Linked DNA regions of Mus musculus: region 1 is linked to region 2. A link is a contact called in public promoter capture Hi-C data. All regions are on one chromosome and are shown on one strand. Each heading gives the region's core, a stretch centred on a gene start, on an enhancer-like site or on the middle of the called end of the contact. The rest is flanking DNA. Distances are from core to core; before and after follow the strand shown.

Evidence for each region. Promoter capture Hi-C pulls out the DNA fragments that hold promoters and counts their contacts.
Region 1: a promoter capture Hi-C map of hippocampal neurons shows a contact between it and region 2, with 2.7 times the contacts expected there. The contact joins the enhancer-like site here to the promoter of Utp20 in region 2. A contact is called at or near these places in 5 of 39 promoter capture datasets (the C10 cell line, embryonic stem cells and hippocampal neurons), 4 of 484 Hi-C or Micro-C datasets (cortical neurons, granulocyte-monocyte progenitors, nephron progenitors and 1 more) and 4 of 115 datasets of contacts at active chromatin or transcription factors (embryonic forebrain, embryonic stem cells, large pre-B cells and 1 more).

The regions. Positions count from the first base shown.
Region 1 is chr10:89,412,079-89,417,854 of GRCm38.p6, reverse strand. It overlaps Gas2l3 (growth arrest-specific 2 like 3), which reads left to right. Exons shown (of 11, transcript NM_001033331.2): 10 at 728-835; 11 at 3,363-5,776. The coding sequence ends at 4,652. Among named protein-coding and RNA genes, the nearest start is that of Gas2l3, 29 kb to the left of the region's middle. Within about 2 kb of position 3,479, at least 39 of the 459 cell types and tissues checked have an H3K27ac peak or open chromatin away from gene starts, as enhancers often do. A contact at or near this core is called in hippocampal neurons and pro-B cells, where this site is marked.
Region 2 is chr10:88,823,697-88,829,188 of GRCm38.p6, reverse strand. It overlaps Utp20 (UTP20 small subunit processome component), which reads left to right and starts at 2,375. Exons shown (of 62, transcript NM_175158.3): 1 at 2,375-2,583; 2 at 3,691-3,771. The coding sequence starts at 2,539.

The sequences.
Region 1 (5,776 bases), core at 2,230-4,729, 590 kb before region 2:
TCTTGAGTTCAATTCCCAGCAACCACATGGTGGCTCACAACCATCTCTAATGTAATCGGAAGCCCTCTTCTGGTTGTCTAAAGACAGTGACAGTGTACTCACACACATAAAATAAATAAATCTTTTTTTTTTTTTTTTTTTTAAAAAGGTCCTGAACTCGGGAGGGGACCGTGAAGAAGTGTTGGGCAGCAGTTGAAATGGGGGGGCTGGAGGCAGATGTGGTCACAATACATTGTATGCATGTTTGAAATTCCTAATAAATCAAAAAAGATGTTTGAGGGATAGAATTAAGGTTTTTTCCCCCTTTCAGTTTCTTCATGCTTCTCGAATTGAGATATGAAGAGTTTTATCCAATCCTGAGCATACAGACATACATCTCTGCTTATTTTTACAGGAACTTGGAACAAATCTAGGTATTCCCTCCCACGTTGTTAGTTTAGCATTGTCTTAATGGAAAAGTGAGAACTCTTCCTTAGCCTGTATCTGACTAGATAATCTTTGATTCCAGGCAAATGTAATTACTCGGGGCTCTAAACAATTCAGACTTCATGATGAGCTCATGCTGCCTAAAGACCAGCAGGGCTGGAGGAGAACCATTATATAGTTGAGTGGGCCTTATATTTTTATCTTTGAGTTTCATCTTCCTATCAAACAGCATTGCATTTTGAGTTTTAATAGAAACTTTCCCTGGTAAGCCCTGAGTATTGATGCTTATTTTCAACCGTAGGTTAAACACATTGCGGAGGACCCTCCTTGTAGCTGCTCTCATCGGTTTTCTATTGAATACTTATCCGAAGGGCGGTACCGGCTAGGGGAGAAAATTCTCTTTATAAGGGTAAGTCTTCTGGTTACAGTCTGTATTCATGCAGGTTTGTCTTGGAATTGGGTTCACTTTTTACCAACCTCCTTTTGACCCCCCTTTACCTTGTAAAACAAATTAGAATACAGGGGCTGGCTATTCATGGAAGAATTTCACTGTACAGGAAGAAATATGGAATGCTTGATTCCAGGAATTTTAAGTGAGTTTGAGTAGATGCTTTTAACATTCAAGTAACTAGAAGACAGCTGAGACTGCTTAAACATCGAATAGAGTTTAAAAATACTTCCATGTGCTTCTGGGAATTTACTGCATTTTTCAGATTTTCTTTTTTTTCTTTTCTTTTTTTTTGGTTTTTCAAGACAGGGTTTCTCTGTGTAGCCTTGGCTGTCCTGGAACTCACTCTGTAGACCAGGCTGGCCTTGAACTCAGAAATCCGCCTGCCTCTGCCTCCCAAGTGCTGGGATTAAAGGTGTGCGCCACCACTGCCTGGCTCAGATTTTCTTAATGAAATAATTTTCCCATCAACTCCCTAAGAAGAAACGAACAAAATAGAATGTCCACTGAGATTAGTATTAGTTGGTCAGAAAATAAACAGAAGTATTGCCATTTGTGATGAGAGTGCTTTCAGGAGGAAGCACAAGATCTTTGTCTTAGGTCACAGAGCACTATGATGAGGACACCCGTGTATGGCCGTGTTCTGGTTTGGGGTGAGGATACCCAAGTTATGGCCTTCCTTTGCCCCATCCGCAGTTGATTACTTCTTCCTTTTGTTGATAAGACATTAAAATGTCACCCGTTTAGCATTTTTCTACTTTTGATATAACACAAGAGCTGTTTTCTCTCGATTCAGAAACACGGTATAGTTCACACAGAGTCCTCACATTCCCACCCTGGATCCAACTCAGAGAGAAACCCCAATTCACTTCCTGTCTTTGAGTTAGCGTTCTTTCTGCTTTGCACATGCATATAATGTGTTCTGATTATTCTTCATTCTCTTGTTATGGCCCCTCATCCCGATCAACTCAATTTTATCTTCCCTACCAATCCCTTCCTATCCTCATGGCTTTTGGGTTTGTTTTGCCACGTAGTTTAGTTAAGACCTTCTGTGACCATCAGTGTAGGTATTGGATTGAATCTTCCATTGGAGCCCAGCAGGGGTCATCAATGGGTACTCAGTCGAAGGCAGTTTCACCCATCCCTGAAGCAATCAATAGCAAACAGAAGCAGGTTAGTTGGCTGTTAACATTAATTAGCTAAACTAACTGGAAGAGAGACTTGGGACAAGTGACTGTGGGGTCTTGTGGTTTCCTTTCTTAGCACTTAGTCAGCAGGAAGAGGAAGGGTTCCCTAAGCCCCTCCTCCATCCACGCCTGACTGACTGACTGGCCCAGTCCTACACAGGCTCAGTGCAGCCGTCCACAGCAGCTAGGAGTTTATTACCACAATGGCTGTGTCTGGCCCAGAAGATGAAATTTCTTAGCCTTTCTTCCTGTCATCTGACTCTTACACCCTTCCCACCTCCTCTTCCAGACTCTTTCCTGAACCTCAGAGGGAATAAACGACATTAGTTCTGAACACTTATCCATTACATAGACTCGGCATTCACCAGGGCTCACTCCAAAGAGCATGTTCTTTGATTAGGACCAAGAGTAAGCCACACTTAACTGTGTCGTAAACACGAGGCACACAGACTGGGATTTAGAGCTGCAGTGTAAAGCTGAGCTCATATAGATACGAAGATCTACCAGCTGAGCTGGTCACATTGGTAGAGCCAGGGTTTGTTTTATCCCCACAAAAGTGCCTGTGTTGGGGCAGCCTGGCGGGTTTGAGGCTAGCCACAAATACCTTAATCCCTCAGAGCCATTCTTATCTGCAAGGATAACTTATATGAGTGGTTTGTTTTGTTTTAAAGATTCATTTATTTCATGTGTATGAGTACACTGTTGCTGTCTTCAGACACACCAGAAGAGGGCATCAGATCCCATTACAGATGGTTGTGAGCCATCATGTGGTTGCTGGGGCTTGAACTCAAGAACCTCTGGAAGAGCAGTCAGTGCTCTTAACCACCGAGCCATCTCTCCTGCCTTATATAAATGTTTTAAAGATGAAATTGATAGGCTGTAACTTTCAAATTTAAAATACAAGTTTTAGTTGTTCTTTCTAATTGCTTTTTTGCCTACCATGAGGCTTTCTGCTGTCTCCTTCCCTTCTGTCAGTACTCAATCCATGGAACACTATTGTTATTTCAGTTTTCTATATTAATTGTGTGGATTTTAGGATACAAATGATTTGTCAATATTTGTATTACAAAGTAAATGGCTTTTATTATTAGTTGTATAGCCTAATACTAAACTTATTATTTTAGTACCAAGAAAGAGAGAGAGAGAGAGAGAGAGAGAGAGAGAGAGAGAGAGAGAGTGTGTCAGTTTGAAATGAAGCTGTTTCCCAGGTCATAGCAAATGCATATCACGATTGTGACCAGACTGAAGCTATAAACGTCTCAGTTTCCCTGTTGACTTTTTTATTTTCACTTTTGGGGCAGATGCTTCATGGAAAACACGTTATGGTCCGCGTCGGTGGAGGCTGGGATACTCTACAGGGATTTTTGCTGAAGTATGACCCCTGTCGAATACTGCAGTTTGCTACACTAGAACAAAAAATTTTAGCATTTCAAAAAGGAGTTTCTAATGAAAGCGTGCCAGATTCGCCTGCCAGAACGCCTCAGCCTCCAGAAATGAACCCTTTGTCAGCAGTTAATATGTTTCAGAAACAAAATTTAAGACCTGGCACACCAGTGAGTGTTCCGAAGAACAAGGAGAAACAGGTACGTCTACCAGGTGCACGTCTGCCTGCATCGTCAGTAAAAGGTAATTTGGCTTCCCCGTCTACCCGGGCTAAACGGCCAGATTCTCCAGCATCATTTCCACATCCCAAGGTGACATCTTTGAAGGACGCAGCAAAAAAGACGACTGCTCCTTCCAACAGTGTATCGCAGTCCCTGGCTTCTCCAAATCCAGGGTCTAAACCAAGCACTGCACAGTGTGCCTCAGAGTCATCGCGAAAATGTGTCACCTTCCCCAAGACTGCACAGACCAAGGCTATTCCAGCCCAGAATTCAAGAGATCTGTCTAAGTCCAGACTTTTACCAAGTAAATCTCCTGGAAAAATGGAACCAAAGCATTTGAAACACAATCATCTTTCTTCTAGGGATGAGTCACGTATAAACTTATCATCCAAGTCCCCAAAGCTACCTAAAGGAGCCATGCACGGAAGGCCTAACCCTTCTCCTTTCCAGCCACCTGCCAAAGTGACCAAGCCCAGTTCTAAAACCGGAGCCATAGGTCTAGGGACACAGTCTCAGCCACCCACTAGAACGCCGAGGTCAGGAGCAGTCTCAGCACAAAGACTTCAGTCTACATTGAATTTAAACAGTCCAGCTTCTGTGTGCTCAGGGTCCTCTGCAAAAGCTACTCAGGGATCGAAAGGTAAGAATACAGTTTCAGTTGCCAAAAAGCAACCTCAGAGTAAGGGTGTCTGCCGGAATCCGGGACCTGGCTCTTCAAAGTCTCCTGGCCGTACCCCGCTGTCTATTGTGACTGTTCCCCAATCTGCTACCAAGACAGAAACTGTCTCGAAGTCAGCCAAGACTGCCATGAAGGGCCAGTACTCAGCTAAAGGGCCTCCCAAAAGCAGCAAGCCACCAACTTCCTTCAGGGACCCACCCTCATCTGGTAAGGGGGCAGACAGCGGAGATAAAATGCCCACTGCCAGGAAGAAGGAAGAAGATGACCATTATTTTGTTATGACCGGAAATAAGAAGCTTAGGAAATAAATACACTTGTATCGTTTCAGCAAATCAGGGTGATCAATGAATGGCGAGCCACAAGGATCACCAAAGATCTTCCTATTTGTGTCTGTCCGGAGAGCTGCAGACATGAAGTCAAGATGGGATGAAGCTGGGTCAGGGAAAGGACCCATGCATTTTGTGTATCAATGGACAAATGTGTGAGTTTTGACCTGTATCATCTTGCTAATGATGTCTGCTGTTTGAGGGAAGTGTAAAAGTCCAAGAACACTACTAGAATTTTAACTATTGGTGGTATATTTTTGAACACAGGTTAACTGTGGAGGTTATCTGCTAATAGCAACTCCGATACTCTTAAACACTAGTTACTGTGCTCAGCCACAAAGCAATGGTTTGCTTGGCGCTAGTGTGTGCCTGTAATCCCAGCTCCGAAGGCTGAGGCAGGGGTACACAGTAGAAGCCAGCAAGGTTTTGAAATGTGCTGTAATAGGCACCTAATTTATTGGTCAGGAATCCTGGTCCAGCAATCCTAAGTACCAATGGCTCCTGCTGTTTACTTTGATATTATTCTGGATTAAATGGAATTCTTACTATTTAAATCTCTATAATATTTCCGTATCAGAAGGGACTATTTGGTTTTTTAATTAAACTTGGCTTTTTAATACTGTATCATTTTATAACCAATATTTTTGATAAAAAGAAAAAAAAACTCAACCAAGTAAGTTAACTTATTGAATCATAAGCTGAAATTTAGTAAGAATTAAGTTTTTTAAAAAAAAAAAATATATATATATATAATCTAGACACTTTGTATCTTATATTTTTAGATGAAGTCTGTGCAGTGTGACAGGGAAACATTTAATAGCTTTTAGCATACTAAGATATTTTAAATAGACATTTCCTATATGTACATATAAATTTTTTCATTAAAATAATGTGTTTTGATACCAGAATTAGGTTTTAATGATCTTAAAATTAAAAGGGATGGGGGGTGGCTCAATGGATAAGTCATGTCTAGTACAGGCATGGGGATTGGAGTTTGTGTCCCCATACCTACATACAAATCTGGGTGGGCTTGATGGTCTGCCTGTAGTCCCAGCACTCAGGAGGAAGAGACAGGATTTCCTGGGACAAGCTGGCTGGCGAGAGGA
Region 2 (5,492 bases), core at 1,126-3,625:
TGGAACCCTGGAGACAGGATAACCCTGTTGTCATTGTAACTTCATGAATTGAGAATAAACAAACAGGGGTGGGCATCCAAAAAGAAAACAGAAAATAGAGATTGTCTAACCCAATACAGGCAAACTAGGTGAAAACCACACAGGTGTATTGTATTATTCCATATTCTTAATGAACTCAAGCTAAACAGTAAAATGATGACTGCTCAGCCTTGTTTCTTCCACACAGATAAGTAGTTTAAGGACAAAGATTTAATTATATCTCCCAATCACATTAAGTGGATAATAAGACCAAGAGGCTATAGACATCACAGGAAGGGCTTGCAACAATCTAAGGAGTAAATGGATCTCTGGATTTGATCTCAAAGACTCTTGAGCTGTGCCCACAATGGCCTGAATCACAAAACTTTTTCCCAAATCCTCTGGTAGCATAGTGCATAGACTAAGAGTACAAATCCTGACATTGCCTGCAACTGTTGGGTACTCTGACTTCCTTATGGGGTTAGCTAGTCTCTGCCAAGTTACCCAGTCTGTCTCTTAGCTTCCTCATTGGTAAATGAAGATAATAGAACTACCTGGTAGGAAGAGTAAATGAGTCATCATATGGGAAACACTTGCAACAGTGCTTGGGGCAGCATGAGAGCTATACAGTGCCAACCATTTATCACTTGGGAAGATGAGTATTGTGCCAGGGCCTTTGAAGCCTGAGTAAGAAGCTCTGGCATTGGCAAGCAAAAGCACATGACCTTGGCAAAATTGCTTAATTTCTCTGGGACTATTTCATTTCTTTCTGTATGATAGGAAGGCAATTATATCTTTCTGCTTACCTCACAGGGCTGTCATAAACACCAGAGAGGTAATGGATGCGGGATTATTTCAGACATTCAAAGTCTATTATGAATAAGGAACCTTACTAGTGTTATTTCCGTTTGGATTGTTTGACTTGTATATAATTGGGGCAGTTTTACACCTTACTCTTTAACACAGAGAATCATGAGGAAGGGAGCTGGGTGGTGATTGGTGGTGCACACTTCTGATCCCAGCACTGAGTAGCAGAGACAGGGGGCTCTTTGAGTTTGAAACCCACTTGGGCTACAGTGAAAGGATGGCCAAGGCTATACAAAAAAACTTTGTCTCAAAACAAAACAAAACAAAACTCATGGGGACAGAAAATATAAAATGATGATGGATTGGCCAACCAAACCCAGTTCAAAAGTCATGGGAACTGTTTCATGATTTGAAGAAATACCCAGAACTCCCATGGATTAAAATGGATTACAATGGGAAAGGTAATAAATGGAGGCAAAGATATCTTGATTCACTGTATTCTACCCATGATGGGCTCTGACTACTCACAAGCCAGGCTAGGATGAAATCTTATCTCAAGGACTTTGCACTTGGACCTTCCTCCATCAATTTTTGTGCAAATAACTCCATGGCTCATCGACTGTACACACACACTCTCTCTATATATATGATTAAGAGCTGTAGGATCTAGCTTAGTGGTAGAGCTGCTTCCTGGCATTCGTGAAGAGCCAGATTTTATTTTCTAGTACTAAACTAAAACCTGGACCTCGGAGTCTGCGTGTGAATGAAGATCGTCACTTACAAGATGCCCAACTTTGGTTTCCTTGCATGCCAAGGGGGCTTAAAAAAAACAAACAAACATACACTTCACGTTTTGAGTTTATAACCAGCATTACTGTATTATGGGTGGAAACAGCTTTTGATGGTGCACGGTATGTATCGAGCAGCAGTTAATGCTAGGTTGTGACGGTTATGCTTTCTTTCTATAATAAAACCCTTTTATCCTTTTTATTAAAAATTTTCATACAATATATTTTGATCGTGTTTTTCCCTTTCCCAACTCCTCTCAGATTCTCCCAACCCATTCAACTGTACATTCTTCTCTCTTAAAAAAGAAAGAAAGAAAGAAAGAAAGAAAGAAAGAAAGAAAGAAAGAAAGGAAGGAAGGAAGGACGCTGGGCAGTGGTGGCATAAGCCTTTAATCCCAGCACTTGGGAGGTAGAGGTAGGCGGATTTCTGAGTTCGAGGCCGGCCTGGTCTACACAGTGAGTTCCAGGACAGCCAGGATTAGAGAAACCCTGTCTTGAAAAAACAAAACACCAAACCAAACCAAACCCCACCATCACCACCAATCTACAAAAACGAAAATCAAGACCAACAGGCAAATGACAAATATGACAAACAATGTCCAAAACAAAACAAAACGTCCACAAAAATACCACTGAGTTTGTTTTGTGTTGGCCAACTTCTCATGTAGCAAAAACTGTACATCCGCAAACTGCACGACTGACAATCAGGAAGAGCACGCATGCTCGGCCCGCCTCTTCCGCCCACATGACCCACACATCCTGGCTTTCCAACATGGCGGCGCCCAGCGGCACTAACTACACGTGAGGAAAAGCAGGCACCGGAGCATTGGAGAGTACCGCGTGGGAGTAACTTTCTCCTCCGCAGTGCCCGCGGATCCCTTCCTGTCGTCCTGAGACCCTCGCGGGCCGCTGTCCCGCCGCAGCCATGAAGCCAAAGCCACTTTCGCACAAGACCGAGAACACATACCGGGTGAGCGCGGGAGTTTGGGCCCGGAGCCGCGGTTCGCCCTGCCTCTGCCTGACCAGCTGATCGCCTTAACCCCAGGGCCTGCAAGTCCGGGCAGAGCCGGAATCGCTTGCCCGGGGCTCTGGCGAAAATGGGAGACTATGCCAGTATAAAAAAAAAAAAAAAACATTAGTTCGCAGGGGAGTGAGGAAACTTGAATTCCAGAGTCCGCCTTTTAGCGGTGAGATCTGGCCTGTCTGGGCAACTCCCTTCACTCCAGGCTCAAATTGATTGGCCCAGGGGATCGTCTGCAACCGAGTCCCCCTTCTAACTTTAAAGACTGAACAGAGGAGGGTAGAGCGAGCTGGCAAGTGGCGAATGACTTCTGCTGGCTACTGTTGTACTTTATAATGCCTTTCCAAGCCCTTTTGTAACTGAGTCTGTCTGTTTTTAAAAAATATACCTGTTCCCACAACTTAGCGAGATCCCTGTGCTTTCGGTGTGGTGTGAAAGCGTTCGTCCAGGTTCCAGTCTGTGTGGAAATTGTATTTGATAAAACATAATGTAGGAGGTAGATCGGTTGGTGGAGTGTTTGAATAACATTCAGGGAGCCCTAGGTTGGATCCCCATTAAAAACAACAACAGTTACAACAAAAACAGGTGTGATGGCTAAATGCCTGTTACCCCAGACCTGGGGATGTAGAAGCAAGAGGGTCTGAACTTAAATTTTAAGGTCATCGTTGGCTACATAGCCTGTTCCAAGGGTACTTAAGTTAAAAGAAAAAAGAAATACAGATGAAGTAAGTTATGCAAAAAGTACAAGTATTTATTATCTTCAAGTAGTAACTGCTTTTGTTTAGAGTTCTTACATTTACCTTTTGTGTTTCATAAGTAATAGCTGCTCTTATTTTAAAAAGTTACATATTTTATGACCAATAGAAACCACGGGTCTGAAATGATACGCTAAGGGTACTGTTGTTTGTGGTGATGGTCCAGAGGTTGCTCACTGAAGCTCTAAAACGTTCTGTGTTCAGAATTTGATGTGATTATGGTGTAGTTTTACTCCAGCAGATATCAAAACCTGATAAGCATTGAATGCTAATATGTCTTAAATATGCTTTTTCTCTGCAGTTTCTTACATTTGCAGAGAGACTGGGGAATGTGAACATTGATATTATTCACCGTATCGACAGAACTGCAAGCTATGACGAGGTAAGAGGGAGTTTTAAATTTCTCTCACCAATGTAAGTAAGCTGTTTTTCAAGCCATTTGTAATGTACATGCAGTGATTTAGACCTGTGTTGTCTAATTAAAAAACCACACACAGCAAATATGTTCATTCACTTTAAACCTAAATCCCTCAATAGCTATATGCAGCTAGCTGGAATCATTCGAGAGGAGTACCATACCAGATGGTGCATGTTCATCCTGGCCTTGTTCAGTCGGATGATGCCGTGTTGAACTTGACTTGGCTTGACTTGATTCTCAATTGGGTTTTGTTACTGGAAACTCTTCTTTTCTCATGTCCATTGCGAGTGGGTCTACAGACCTGTACTTTTTGGCAGCTCCGATTTTAAAGTGATTTTAGTGAAATCACTTTCCTGGTGTTTAGTTCCTTCCTCTCGAAGATACTAAACTGCACTTTTTTCTGGTTCTAACCACATACCTGCCATCTTCTGTGAAGAAGGGTTTTCCTTTTTGCTGCACCAAGCCCTTAGTGCTTCTGCTAGCCTTTCTTAAAAGCCTTAACCCTAACCTCAGTCTTGTTAGCGTTGACACCTTTAACTTGGGGTTTCAACCTCAGCTCTTCATCTGTTACTGAGCAGATTCTGTACCGAGTCTTTGCCAGCATTGTCTTCTACCACGTTAGCATGTTGAATGATAACATCTAGACCAGCATAAAAGGCTTTGAGAACTCAGTGAAAGGAGCCTTCTGAGAGTGTCAGAAAGGATGTCAGAAGATGATTTTTAAGATGGGACCTGAATTGAGTTTTGCTGTAGGTTTTAGCATGGCAAGAGGACAAGAGTGGCTTTTCCAGGCCAAGGGAAAAGTCTGCACAAAATAGCCGAAGCTCGGGAATGTGTGTCCCATTTAAAGCACTACAAAACTGTTCAGTCTTATAGATGTGTCTAGGGTGCACACGAGTGGGGTGCCTGGAACAGCAGAGGAGGGTAGCTGGAGACATAGGAAAGATCTTCAATAGTTTTATGTGCTGAGACATTTGGATTTTATCCTAAAGCCATAGGATTCTGTTCCTGAACTGTAAGCAGGGGAGTAAGTGACATGATCAAGCTTAAGATTTTTAGCCTGTCTGTCTTTAACGTGAAGGAAAGAGCAGGATGTAAACTAGCAGAGAAGATCTGATGTCTGTATGAGAAATGATTAGGATAGTGGTAACCAAATCAGAAGGGACGTTTCGGGGACATTACATTCAAGAGCGGGAACTGACCTACTGAATATGTGGAGAGGAACAGAAGGTAGGTTAAGGTTTTTGGTTACAATAGCCGGATGGTTGAAGAGACCACTCAACAATCTGGGAAGGGATTCCGGGTGAGGATGAAGAAGGAAGATTACAAATTCTGGGCCAGCCAGGACTACAGAGCAAGACTCTGCCATTCACGTGTGCATATACACTCTCTAGAGATAGGATAGGCACTGAGTGCTAATAAGAGAGAGCATGCAGCTCTTCCGAGGAAGATAATTGGTTGCACTTGGAACTTGCTCAGTGTGATGTGTAGTACCTGTGACCCATGCAAATTACAGTGTCCATGGGATATTTGAGAGAAAGGGACAGTTCCAGAAAGCACAGTTAATCTTAACTACTACTAGGCCACCAAGGGAAACACAGAAACACATTTGACTAGCAGAGTGTGGTGGTCACACATTTAATCCCATATTCAGCACCTAGAAAGCAGATCTCTGTGAGTAGGAG